2 separate regions of the Sus scrofa genome follow, and region 1 is linked to region 2. The links are chromatin contacts, called in public Hi-C maps. All regions are on one chromosome and are shown on one strand. The core of a region is the stretch at or near the end of the contact, and the rest is flanking DNA. Distances in the headings are between cores, read along the strand shown. Region 1 holds the start of ZNF768 (zinc finger protein 768). Region 2 holds the start of ZNF689 (zinc finger protein 689).

Region 1 (5,842 bases), core at 711-3,210, 45 kb before region 2:
CCGAAGGCCTTGCCGCAGTGCGGGCACTTGTAGGGCTTCTGACCAGAGTGGGTGCGCTGGTGGCGAAGCAGGTAAGAGCTGTCAGCGAAGGCCTTGCCGCAACGGGGACACTTGTAGGGCCGCTCGCCCGTGTGGGTGCGCTGGTGTTTGATGAGGTCAGAGCTCTGGGAGAAGGCCTTGCTGCAGACCTCGCATTTATAGGGCTTCTCGCCCGTGTGGATGCGCTGGTGCTGGATCAGGGTGGAGCCCCGCCCGAAGCTCTTCCCGCAGATGCCGCAGATGTTAGGCCGCGGGCCCTGCCCACCCCTGGCCCGGCCACCCCGTCGGCCGGGACCACGAAGGGTCCCCGTCAGGCCCAGGGGATTCTGGAGCATCTCAAACTGGGGTGGAGCCAGCAGGGCCCCTGTGGGCATCTCAAAAGGGGGCCCTAGCGGCAAGCCCCCGGTGGGCTGCTCCTCAAAGCCCTGGGTGAAGGAGTCCAAGGGGTGGACTCCCAAGGGGATGCTCAAGGGATTCTTTTCCTCAGAATTCAGAAGCATGTCTGCGCCTTCCTGGAACTTGGAACTCTGCGCTTCAAATTCAGGGCTTTGGGTTTTGAACTCTGGATTCTGGGGTTCATACCCCGGGCTCTGGGATTCATATCTGGAGCTTTGAGATTCATATCCAGGGCTCCCAGGTTCATACCCAGGGCTCTTGGGTTCATACCCAGGGCTCCGGGGTTCATATCCAGGGCTCTTGGGTTCATACCCAGGGCTCTTGGGTTCGTACCCAGGGCTTTGGGATTCAAAGTCGGGGCTCTGAGAATCTGATTCAGGGCTTCTGGGCGCAAATTCAGGGCTTGGGGGCACAAACCCAGGGCTTCGGGACTCAAAACCTGGGCTTTCAGGCTCAAACCTGGGGCTTTGGGGTTCAAACTCTGGGCTTTGTGACCCAAACCCAGGGCTCTGGGGTTCAAGCCCAAAGGGTATCTCTTCGACCTCATAGTCCCCAGTGCCTTCTTGCTGAGAAATTTCCTCTTCCTCATTCTCACTCATGTTGCCTGCAGGATCAGAAAATTACAGAAAACCCAGATTGTGTGGGGCATGGAAGGTCTCTGGGTCCCACCACTAGTTGCCACAAGCCTTTTTCTCCTCCTCAAGCAGGGTCGCTGGCCCTCGAGCAAGTGCTGAAATTCCCACCACCCCCTCAGCAAATCCAGGACACCAGGTCCCCGCCCCCCGCCTCCTCCAGGTCCCAGGTGTCCAAGCCCCCGGCTCTTTTCCCCTCCCTGCAGCCCCCTCTCCCGCTCCCAGGCACGCTCCTCGGAGGGGCGCTCCCTCCCTCACCTTTGAGGGACCCTTCGGGGCTCCCCATTTCGTCACGACTTTGCACATCCTGGGGCTCGAGGCCCCATGGCGACGCCTCCCGTTCCATCCCCGCCGGCTCCCAGTGCGGCGGTGGCGGCGGCGATGGCGGACGATCCTGCGACCCGGGTCTGAGTGCCCTGAGACCCAGGCCCTCGCCGCCCGCCCGCTCAGCGCCGCCCAGGGGACCTGGCTGCCCAGCGTCGGCCCCAGAGGCCGGACGTCTTGACCCTGGGCCTCTCCGGCCGGCCGGGCCCCTCCCCTACCCGCGGCCCCGCCCCCACCCACAAGGACTCGGCTTGCCCTGGGGTCTCCTCAGGCCCTCGTGCGTTGTGGCCTCGGAGGTGAGGGGCTTCGCGACTCGCCTTGCCGCCCCGGGATACCGCTCCCCGCCCGAGACCCCGCCGTCTGGCCCCCCAGCCCGGGCAGGGCTGCGGCTGGCCGACCCCCTCCCCTCCGCACAGGAAGTGTCCGTCCGCGGCCAGTTTCCCCCGCTGGCTAGCGCCGCGGCCTCTCTAGGAGCGGCTGGAGGTGGAAACTCGTTGGCATTAACCCTGGGCTGGATGGCCCGGGCGTCGAGGTAGGGGAGGACGGGGCGCCCTGCAGGCGCCAGGAAAGGCTGGGGCAGTTTGTGTGCCTATGTGCTAGGTCTCCGTCCGCCTGAGGGCCTATCTGTCCGTATTCCGGGCCCTGCGTCCCTCAGTGCCTGTGGCCAAGGGCGAGGCAACTAGCGAGACCAAGGTCAGCGAGAAGGAGCGACGCTTCCCGGCGCCAGCGGGGGCGGCGTCTAGCTCCCCTCCCCTCCCCGGCCTTGGGGTCAGCTCTGGCCGCGCCTCGGGAAACTGGATAGACGCCCCCCAACTTAGGCTCATCGAGTCTCCCGAGTCTGGGAACCCCTCCTCGAACTGTACACCCCCACCCCATGCGCGCCCTCCCCGACTCCTCCCGGCCCCCTACTCTCTCTGCTCCTCCTAATCGCCACCCTTCCCCCCTCGGTGAGGGCTAGGACCGTTGCCAAGGAAACAACCCCGCCTCCGTTTCCAGAGACACCGCCCCTACCTCTCAGCGAGCTCCGCGATTGGCCGGTGGAGCTCGTGCTCTCACCATCCCGCCCCCTCCCACTACACCAACTGCTAGGAGTTAATGGTCGCCAGGGAACGCGAGGCAGTTTTCTTATTGGTTGCGGGGTGCGCAGGCCGGTTCCACCTCCCCGGTGCTCCAGAAATGCCTGCGGGAGGAGTAGGAGGGAGGTCCCTGGCGTCTCCCTTCTAGACCGGCCTGTGCTTTCAGATCTTTTCCCGCCCCCGTTTACGCCTCATTAAGTTTTATCTTTCCGAAGACCGAAAGCCGAGGGATCTGAGGACAGACACCCTTCCTCCCCGGCCTCTGCCCACACTCTGCTTCCTAGCACCTTCCTTCTCCCCACAGGTTCCAGGTGCTGATGGGGCCCATCGGAGGGATACTGCCAAAGAGAGAAGGCTGCTTCCTTTTCTGTTACCCTGCCTCTCCCCTCCACCTTCCCTGAGTTTAACGCCATATCTGGAGTCTTAATCTCTGGTTCCTGGCTTTTCTCACAGAGAGGCAAGGATCTTTGGGAATCCCTTCAGGTGAAGGTAATAGAGTTCAGGAAGGGAAGTGGACCAAGAGAGAATCATGTGGCCTTTAAGACAGCCTTTAAGACTTTGCAGGCCTGTCCGACTTGCATAGAGGCTTGTAGAGGAAGAGAACCTGAGAAGCACTGCCGTAGGTGCAGTTTTGAATCAAGGAAAAAAATGACCCTGGAAAGAGAACTTAAGAGGATCCAACCCTTGCTACTGAAATTAGTTGGCAGTGTTCCTGACAATGAATGAGCCAGATTCTTCCTATGGGGATGATGCAAGAACTATAGAGTGTGTTTTCTCGTTGCCTTCCCAGACAAAGGAAGGGAAGAAACTGGTTAGGAGGAAACATGGCGTCTTCTATTCTTCTAAAAAGAGATGAGAACAAGAATTTGGAGAATCCCAAGTGGTGAAACGCTGGAGAGAAGCCATCTCAGTAAAGGCTTACAATCACAGACAGGTGTCTTCCTACAAATAAAGTGAGTACTTCTCTGCCCTCCAGAACAGCTTATAGCTCCATGCCTTTCTCCCATCCCAATGTCTGTCTTTGCAGAGAATGACCCACAGAGCCCAGCGCTAGAGAGCCTACATGGGCAGAACACCCTACAGGTACCCTGAGTATGGGCAAAGCTGGACCTGATCACCTCCTGGTCATTCCCAAAGCACAGATGAGAGACAAGCCTTTTGCTTTGCTGCTGCTTCTTTTTTTTCCTTTGGCTTTTTAGGGCCACACCTGCAGCATATGGAAGTTCCCTGGCTAGGGGTCGAATCGGAGCTACAGCTGCTGGCCTACTCCACAGCCCCAGCAACACAGTATCCAAACTGTGTCTGCAACCTACACCACTGTTCATGGCAACGCCAGATCCTTAACCCACTGAGCGAGGCCAGGGATCGAACCCACATCCTCATGGATACAAGTCATTACCCCTGAGCCACAAAAGAAACTTCCAAATAAGTCTTTGTCATGAGGCACTTCTCTCTGACCTCCAACCTGCTTACCCGCCAGGAAATGCACACAGGAGCACAAGCCATGCCCTGCAAAGTGTGTGCAAGCCCTCCAGCCTCAGCCCTGACGTGGTCCACTGCCTGTACTCTTCATAGCATGGGCCACAAGCTCCACTTGTAGCAGAAGTTGGGTCAGGGCTCCAATCTGCTCTGGCACCAGCATTTCCATGGGAAAAGTCAGTCTCACTAGTACCTGGCCAACCTCCATGCAGCCTCCTCCAAGACTGGTCCTCTCTATGCAGTGGGCCTTCAAGAGGCAGCCAGCTTGTGCCTCCCACGTGCCCATAGCAGTGACAGGCTCTAAGCACAGGGAAGCCCCTGATGAGGGTTCCAACTTGACCCTGTGCTTGTCCTGAGCTGGGCAGCCACTTTGGCCACAGCATCATCCCCTGGCATGCATCAGCACTGTGCCAGAGCTAGTCAGTGTGCATCCACCGTTTCTGGTCTGGCCAATTTGGCTCCCCCTGGAAAGAGCCCTAACAAAAGTTCTCAGTGTGAGAGGGGCTCCTGTGTGAATTTCTTCCTTCCTACATGTCAAAGACAAGCCCTCTAGCCCTCTAAGAGGCCTCAATCAGATGCTACAAGGATGCCCTTGTTGACTGAAGAGGATCTGAGGTAACAGAAAGAGACCGTTCATGACACAGGCCCCTTTGGGAAGAACAAGAGAAATGAGAGTCCCTGTGTAGGGCTGGTCATCGACTGGTCTGACATATTTGTACTCTTTTTTTCTTTTTTGGCTTTTTAGGGCCACACCCAAGGCATATGGAGGTTACCAGGCAAGGGGTCTGATTGGAGCTATAGCTGCCGACCTATGCCAGAGCCACAGCAATGCAGGATCTGAGCCGAGTCTGCAACCTCCACCACAGTTCATGGCAATGCCGGATCCCTAACCCACTGAGCGAGGCCAGGGATCGAACCCACAACCTCATGGTTCCTAGTCAGACTCTTTAACCACTGAGCTACAACAGGAACTCCTGGTCTGACACATTTGGAGCTGGCCCTGAGACCAACCCCTACTCTTGCAAAGCTGAGAGCAGCTGTAAAATAACATTTTTAGGTTCAGAGCAGTGGTCCTTTCAAACTTTAGCAGCCATAAGTTTCCATCTCTGGAGATATTGATTCAAAAGTCTACAGCAAGGCCCAGAAAAATAGCTCCCTTTTCTTTCTTTCTTTGTCTTTTTAGGGCTGCACCTGTAGCATATGGAAGTTTCCAGATTAGGGGTGGAATCAGAACTACAGCTGCCAGCCTACACCACAGCCACAGCAACACCAGATCCAGGCCACATCTGCAACCAGCTCATGGCCATGCCAGATCCTTAACCCTCAGAGCAAGACCAGGGTTAGAACCTGCATCCTCATGGATACCATTGAGCCACGACAGGAACTCCCTTAGCTGTATCTTAAAGAGGCACTGTACTGTATATGATTCTGTGGCAAAAAGGCCTTACTTCAAAAAATACTGGCCTAGAGCAGGTTTTAGCCTGAGTCATAAATGTCTTCGCACTTCCTATTCCTAGAAAGATACACTTAAACAAATATTCCCAAAAAACTTAGGGGTCCCTGGAGCTCAAATAAATACTTAGCCTCTACATGGCTTGGACAAACTCAGGATGGGCTATGTGGTCATGGCCTTGACCTCTCAGTCTGGCCAGATGGATAGGATTCATATTTTCATTGGTGCAGACAAGCATTTCTCCTGATGCACTGATGAAGCCTCAGGAAAACCCTCTTCCTGGCTTGAAGGGCTTCAGGGTCTGAGCTTCAAAGACCTGTGGTAGCAGAGAGAAAAGGGAGCTCTAACTTTGGAAGAAGTACTTGTGCCAAGAAATAAGAAGAAGGGGGTGAGGCTCTTAGCTTCATTGTTCCATGACACTCAAAAACTGGAGTTCCCATCAT
Region 2 (5,145 bases), core at 1,787-4,286:
AAGGTTGCAGGTTCAATCCCTGGCCTTGCTCAGTGGGTTAAGGATCCGGCGTTGCCGTGAGCTGTGGTGTAGGTTGCACATGCGGCTCGGATCCTGTGTTGCTGTGGCTCTGGCGTAGGCCAGTGGCTACGGCTCCAATTAGAACCCTAGCCTGGGAATCTCCATAGGCTGCGTGAGCGGCCCCGGAAAAGGCAAAAAGACACACACACACACAAAATTAAAAAGTTTTTGGAGTTCCTGCCGTGGCTCAGCCGTTAATGAACCTGACTAGTGTCCATGAGGACGCAGGTTTGATCCCTGGCCTTACTCAGTGGGTTAAGGATCCAGCATTGCTGGTTGTAAATGTGTATCAGATCCAGCATTGCTGTGGCTGTGGTGTGAAAACAAATGCAAGAAGTGAAAACTAATGAGGTAGGAATTAGCAATAACTAGGTCATGAGGCCCCCTAAACCAATGCTTCTCAAATTTTATTGGGAACCAAATCGTTTGGAGGCTGTAATGAAACAGACTGCTGAGCTCCACTTCCAGCTTTGGATTCAGCCCGTCTAGGGTGTGCCCCAAGAATCTGCCTTTTCTAATATATTCCCAAATGCTGCTGTTGCTTCTGGTGTCTTAAGGCCACAGAGAACCAAACCAGAAACCTAAGGGTTCACTCAAATTAACTGAAGCGATTATTTAAAAACAAAAAACAAAAACGAAAACACACACCAAACTTCCCTGGTGTCCTAGCGTTGGCATTGTCACTCCTGTGGCTAAGGTTTGATCCCTGGCCTGGGAACTTCTGTAGGCCGTGGACACAGACAAAAGGAAAACGGATTAGTTCCCACTGTGGCATAATGGAATCAGAAGCATCTCGGGAGCACTGGAACACAGGTTTGATCCCCTGCTGGGCACAGCAGGTTAAGGATCGGGCACTGCCTCAGCTGGGGTTTAGGTCGCAGCTGAGGTTGGGACCTGATGCCTGGCCCAGGGAACTCCATATGCCTCAGGGTGGCCAAAAAAAAGTTCCCGTTGTGGCGCAGCGCTAATGAACCCAACTAGTATCCATGAGGACGTGGGTCCGATCCCTGGCCTCGCTCAGTGGGTTAAGGATCTGGCGTTTCTATGGCTGTGGTGTAGGCCAGCAGCTACAGCTCCGATTAGACCCCTAGCCTGGGAACCTCCATATGCCTCGGATGCAGCCGTAAAAAGACAAAAAAAAAAAAAAGTTCCCCAAGTGACCTAGTTATAACCGACAGCAATTTGACAACCTGACTTGGTGAAAACTTAAAAGTTTTTAAGCAAGGAAATACCATGTCAGATTTGAATCTTAGAAAGACAGCCCCGCTCTTAGACAATCTGGCACAGAAGCTCCGGACAGTTGCAGCTGCCCCTGTGGGTGGATGTGGGGCTCTTCTACCTGCACGGCCTTTATCAGGGCCTTGCCTGATCCTGAGGAGAGCTGCAGATTCCTGCACTCATCAGGGTCATCCTGCCAGAAGGGCAAAAACAGGCCCTGCACCCCAGACCCCGTGCTACATAAGATCCCTTCAACCCAACCCCAGAAAACTCAAGAGGTGTAGTATCTTAGTCACAGCCTAGTTCAAAGCAGGCAGAAGGCAGAGTCCTAAAAGTAGGCAGAAGGATAGTAGCTCTTTCTCTTTTTTTATGGCCACATCTGCAGCATAAGGAAGTCCCCAGGCTAGGGGTCCAATTGGAGCTGCAGGCCATGGCCACAGCCACACCGGATCCCAACTGTATCTGCCAGCTATACATCATGGCTTAGCAGCAACACCAGATCCTTAACCCCACTGAACAAGGCCAGGGATCGAACTGGAATCCTTGGGGGGTACTGGTTGGGTTCTTAACTTGCTGAGCCACAACAGAGAACTCCAGTAGCTCTTTTTTTAAAAAAAAAAAAAAAAAAAAAGCTCAGGGATCCACTCACACAACAGACAACCGCAGGTGGTTAGTTTACAAACTGACAAGTGTATCGTTGGTGGAGGGAGGGACTCACCATCAATGAGACAAGAACCCCTAAGCTGTGAAAATGAACACAGTCAGTGGAGCATTACAGCATAGGTCATCGGTACCCCTGGCCACCAAAACACTGGACCAAGTCATTAGAGGCTGCAAACCCTCCACAGAGGCATCTTTCACTCACTTCTCTGGACTGTTACCCCCCTTGGGCACTCCTGTGGATCCAGGGCAGCCGGTTCCCAATCATCGGTATTTCGTTCCAACCAGGAGATGAGGGATGGTTTGGGACCTGCGCACCCTGGGGAAGGAGAACCAGTCAGAGGCCCAGATCGTCCACAACGCTGGGTAGATACATCTACCCGGTGCATCTCCTGCCAAGCCCCCGTCCTCCTCCCTTCACACAACCTGGTCGCAGGCCAGGACCTCGGACACTCTGGTCTCCCTGCCCTTCCCCCGCCCCCCATCTCCTCCATCCCTTCGGCCCCGCGGAAGCGGACTGGGCCGGGCCTCACCGAGCGAGCCCAGGTGGCCGTAGGTCTCCCGCATCACGTCCCGGTACAGGGCCCTCTGCGCGGGCCGCAGACACCCCCACTCCTCCGGGGAGAAGTACACGGCCACGTCCGCGAACTTCACCGCCCTTGGCCTCCTTCCCCTTCTCCGGCCGGGTCCGGCCTCTCCCGCTCCCCGCGCGGGGAGCGGAGCGGAAGGCCGCGCCATTGGGCCCGAGAAGCCGGCGCCACGACCGTCCCCGTCCCGGCCTCGGCCCCTGGGAGCTGGCTGGCCCCGAGGTTTGGGAGCCCCCGCCGGACCCGGGCGGAGCGTGCCCAGGGAGGCCCGGAGGGAACCGGAATCGGCCGCCTGCGGGGCTAACGGAAACCTTTCGCTGTTATTCAGGAAACTCCTGCCCGAACTTGGGTGAAAGGCACCGGAAGATGCCTTCGGGGAAAATGGCGGCGCCGCTACTGCACCGCCTTTGCCTGAAACACAGGCAGCTTCCAGCTATCGATTTTATTGACCGGAGCGCCATGCCGGCTTCCTAACCTCTTTGCCCTCAAGTGTGATGGCGCTGCGATTGGGCTTCACGCCCTTTTTCCCCCATTCCACGAGCTCATTGGGCGGCGACCGAAGATCGAGCATTCTGATTGGGTGATGCCAAAAGCGGCCTGTTTAAATGAAGCCAACGGAAACGTAAGGGCAGGGAGTTGGACTCGGCGTTAGGCGACTGCCGTGAGTCTGGAGGCGCCAAGGGCGACCCCACTTGGGATCTGTAAAGATCCCCCGATAAGCCGAGGTAGGGAAGGATTTGTGCGACGGAGCCACTCTGGCCAACCCGGGTCTGAGATTTCCCTGGTTTGCCTTATAGTGGCTTTCTCAGAGAAGCCTTCGAGGCAGATAGCGTGTAACTACCTTGTGGCCTTTTAGGGAGGAGAATTGGGCTCAAGTACCACGCCCAGCACATCACACATTTCGTCTTATTTATTTTTTGTTACCATTGTGTGAAGGGATGATTATCAACCTAGTTCTACTAACTAAGAAAATCTCAGAGGGGTCCTGCTAGTAAGGAAAGCGAGCAAAGATTTTGTCCATTGAAAAAAAACGCAGGACCTAAAAATTGCACGTTGGGGACTTTGCTGAGCACTGCAACCTCCCAGATAGCTCCGAGGAACTGCTCCAGAGAGGCAGGAGCCAGGATATATAGCAGTTTTTCCTGAAAAAAATAGAAGTTTTATTCTTTATAAAACTTCACACACACACACACACACACAGCCACGCGACATTTAGCCATCGATTTTGTTGAGGCCTGGTTATACATTGGCTAATGCAAGAGGCATTAATCTTATAAAACACAATACACAAGATATAAGTAATATAGATAATAACATTAATATGTTCATAGGAGTTCCTGCTATGGCACAGTGGGTTAAGAATCTCACTGCAGGAGTTCCCATCATGGCTCAGTGGTTAACGAATCTGACTGGGAACCCTGAGGTTGTGAGTTCGATCCCTGGCCTTGCTCAGTGGGTTAGGGATCCGGCATTTCCATGAGCTGTGGTGTAGGTTGCAGACACGGCTCGGATCCCCGCGTTGCTGTTGCTGGATTGGACCCCTAGCCTGGAACCTCCATATGCCGCAGGAGCGGCCCAAGAAATGGGAAAAAAAAAGACCAAAAAAAAAAGAATCATCACACTGCAGCTGCTCAAGTTGCTGCCCAGGTATGGGTTCAATCCCCAGTCAGATGCAGTGAATCCTGTGTGCGGCATAGGTCTCAGATGCAGCTTGGATTCAACTGCCAACCTGGAAACTTCCATATAACGCAGTTTTGTCTGTTTAAAAAAAAAAAAAGAAGCGTTCTCGTGGCTCAGCAGTGATGAACCTGACTAGTATCCATGAGGACTTGGGTTCGATCCCTGGCCTTGGTCAGTGGCTTAAGGATCTGGCGTTGCCATGAGCTGCATTGTAGGTCACAGATGTACTCGATCCCATGTTACTGGGGCTGTGGTGTAGGCCTGCAGCTGTAGCTCCAATTCGACCCCTAGCCTGGGAATCTCCATATGCCGCACCTGCAGCTGTAAAAAGAAAAAAACAAAACCCAAAGCAACCTGCAGTAAGCCTTCATTGAGTTCTACTCTGTCCAAGGATGGTGACTGTTACCTGAACAAATTACTGGGGAAGCACGTGGAATTCCATGATTGTCCCCCAAAAGGCAGAGTCCCTCCTCCTAATAGCTTTCCAGATCGCTAACTCAGTGGGACCAATGACTTTGGTCTATGAACAGGTAGGATGTAAGGAGAGCAGTGCTGTTCGATATACATTTGTTGACTAAACACCTGAATTCCATGGCTGTGAAATCTCGGGCACAAGGCAGAACTTCAGGAAAGTTCTAATGTAGTACAGGATACACTTAGGGTAACACTGGAGGACTGGAAGGGGAGGTTGGTGCAGGGCTTCATCCTGTACATCGGGGAGCTCTAGATCAGTCTAGAGAAACAAATGACCTTTCATTGATGTTTTAGTAAGACTGCGCCGGGAGTCTGCAAGATGAACTGATAGCTTTGTGCCTACTCTCTCTGCACACACATACTTCTGCTTGGAGAAATAAGAATGTAAACTTAGGCTGCAAAAGGAATAAAAAGGCAAATGAATAGCAAAAATTTCTTTTTGTTTGTTTGGGGTTTTTTTGTTTGT

What was found. Hi-C and Micro-C count contacts between places; a contact is called where the count stands out from the background.
Region 1: a Hi-C map of embryonic fibroblasts shows a contact between it and region 2, with 1.9 times the contacts expected there. The contact joins the promoter of ZNF768 here to the promoter of ZNF689 in region 2. A contact is called at or near these places in 2 of 5 promoter capture datasets (fetal liver and liver), 12 of 47 Hi-C or Micro-C datasets (blood, brain, embryonic fibroblasts and 6 more) and 2 of 2 datasets of contacts at active chromatin or transcription factors (alveolar macrophages and skeletal muscle).

Annotation. Positions count from the first base shown.
Region 1 is chr3:17,807,452-17,813,293 of Sscrofa11.1, reverse strand. It overlaps ZNF768 (zinc finger protein 768), which reads right to left and starts at 1,960. Exons shown (of 2, transcript XM_005653012.3): 1 at 1,326-1,960; 2 at 1-1,039. The coding sequence starts at 1,413. It overlaps LOC102158302 (a long non-coding RNA gene), which reads left to right and starts at 2,309. Exons shown (of 2, transcript XR_002342367.1): 1 at 2,309-2,956; 2 at 3,258-3,442.
Region 2 is chr3:17,764,631-17,769,775 of Sscrofa11.1, reverse strand. It overlaps ZNF689 (zinc finger protein 689), which reads right to left and starts at 3,036. Exons shown (of 3, transcript XM_021086420.1): 1 at 2,472-3,036; 2 at 2,144-2,257. The coding sequence starts at 2,676. It overlaps LOC110259905 (a long non-coding RNA gene), which reads right to left. Exons shown (of 2, transcript XR_002342364.1): 2 at 3,421-3,667. LOC110259906 (a long non-coding RNA gene) reads left to right here. Exons shown (of 4, transcript XR_002342366.1): 4 at 2,854-5,145.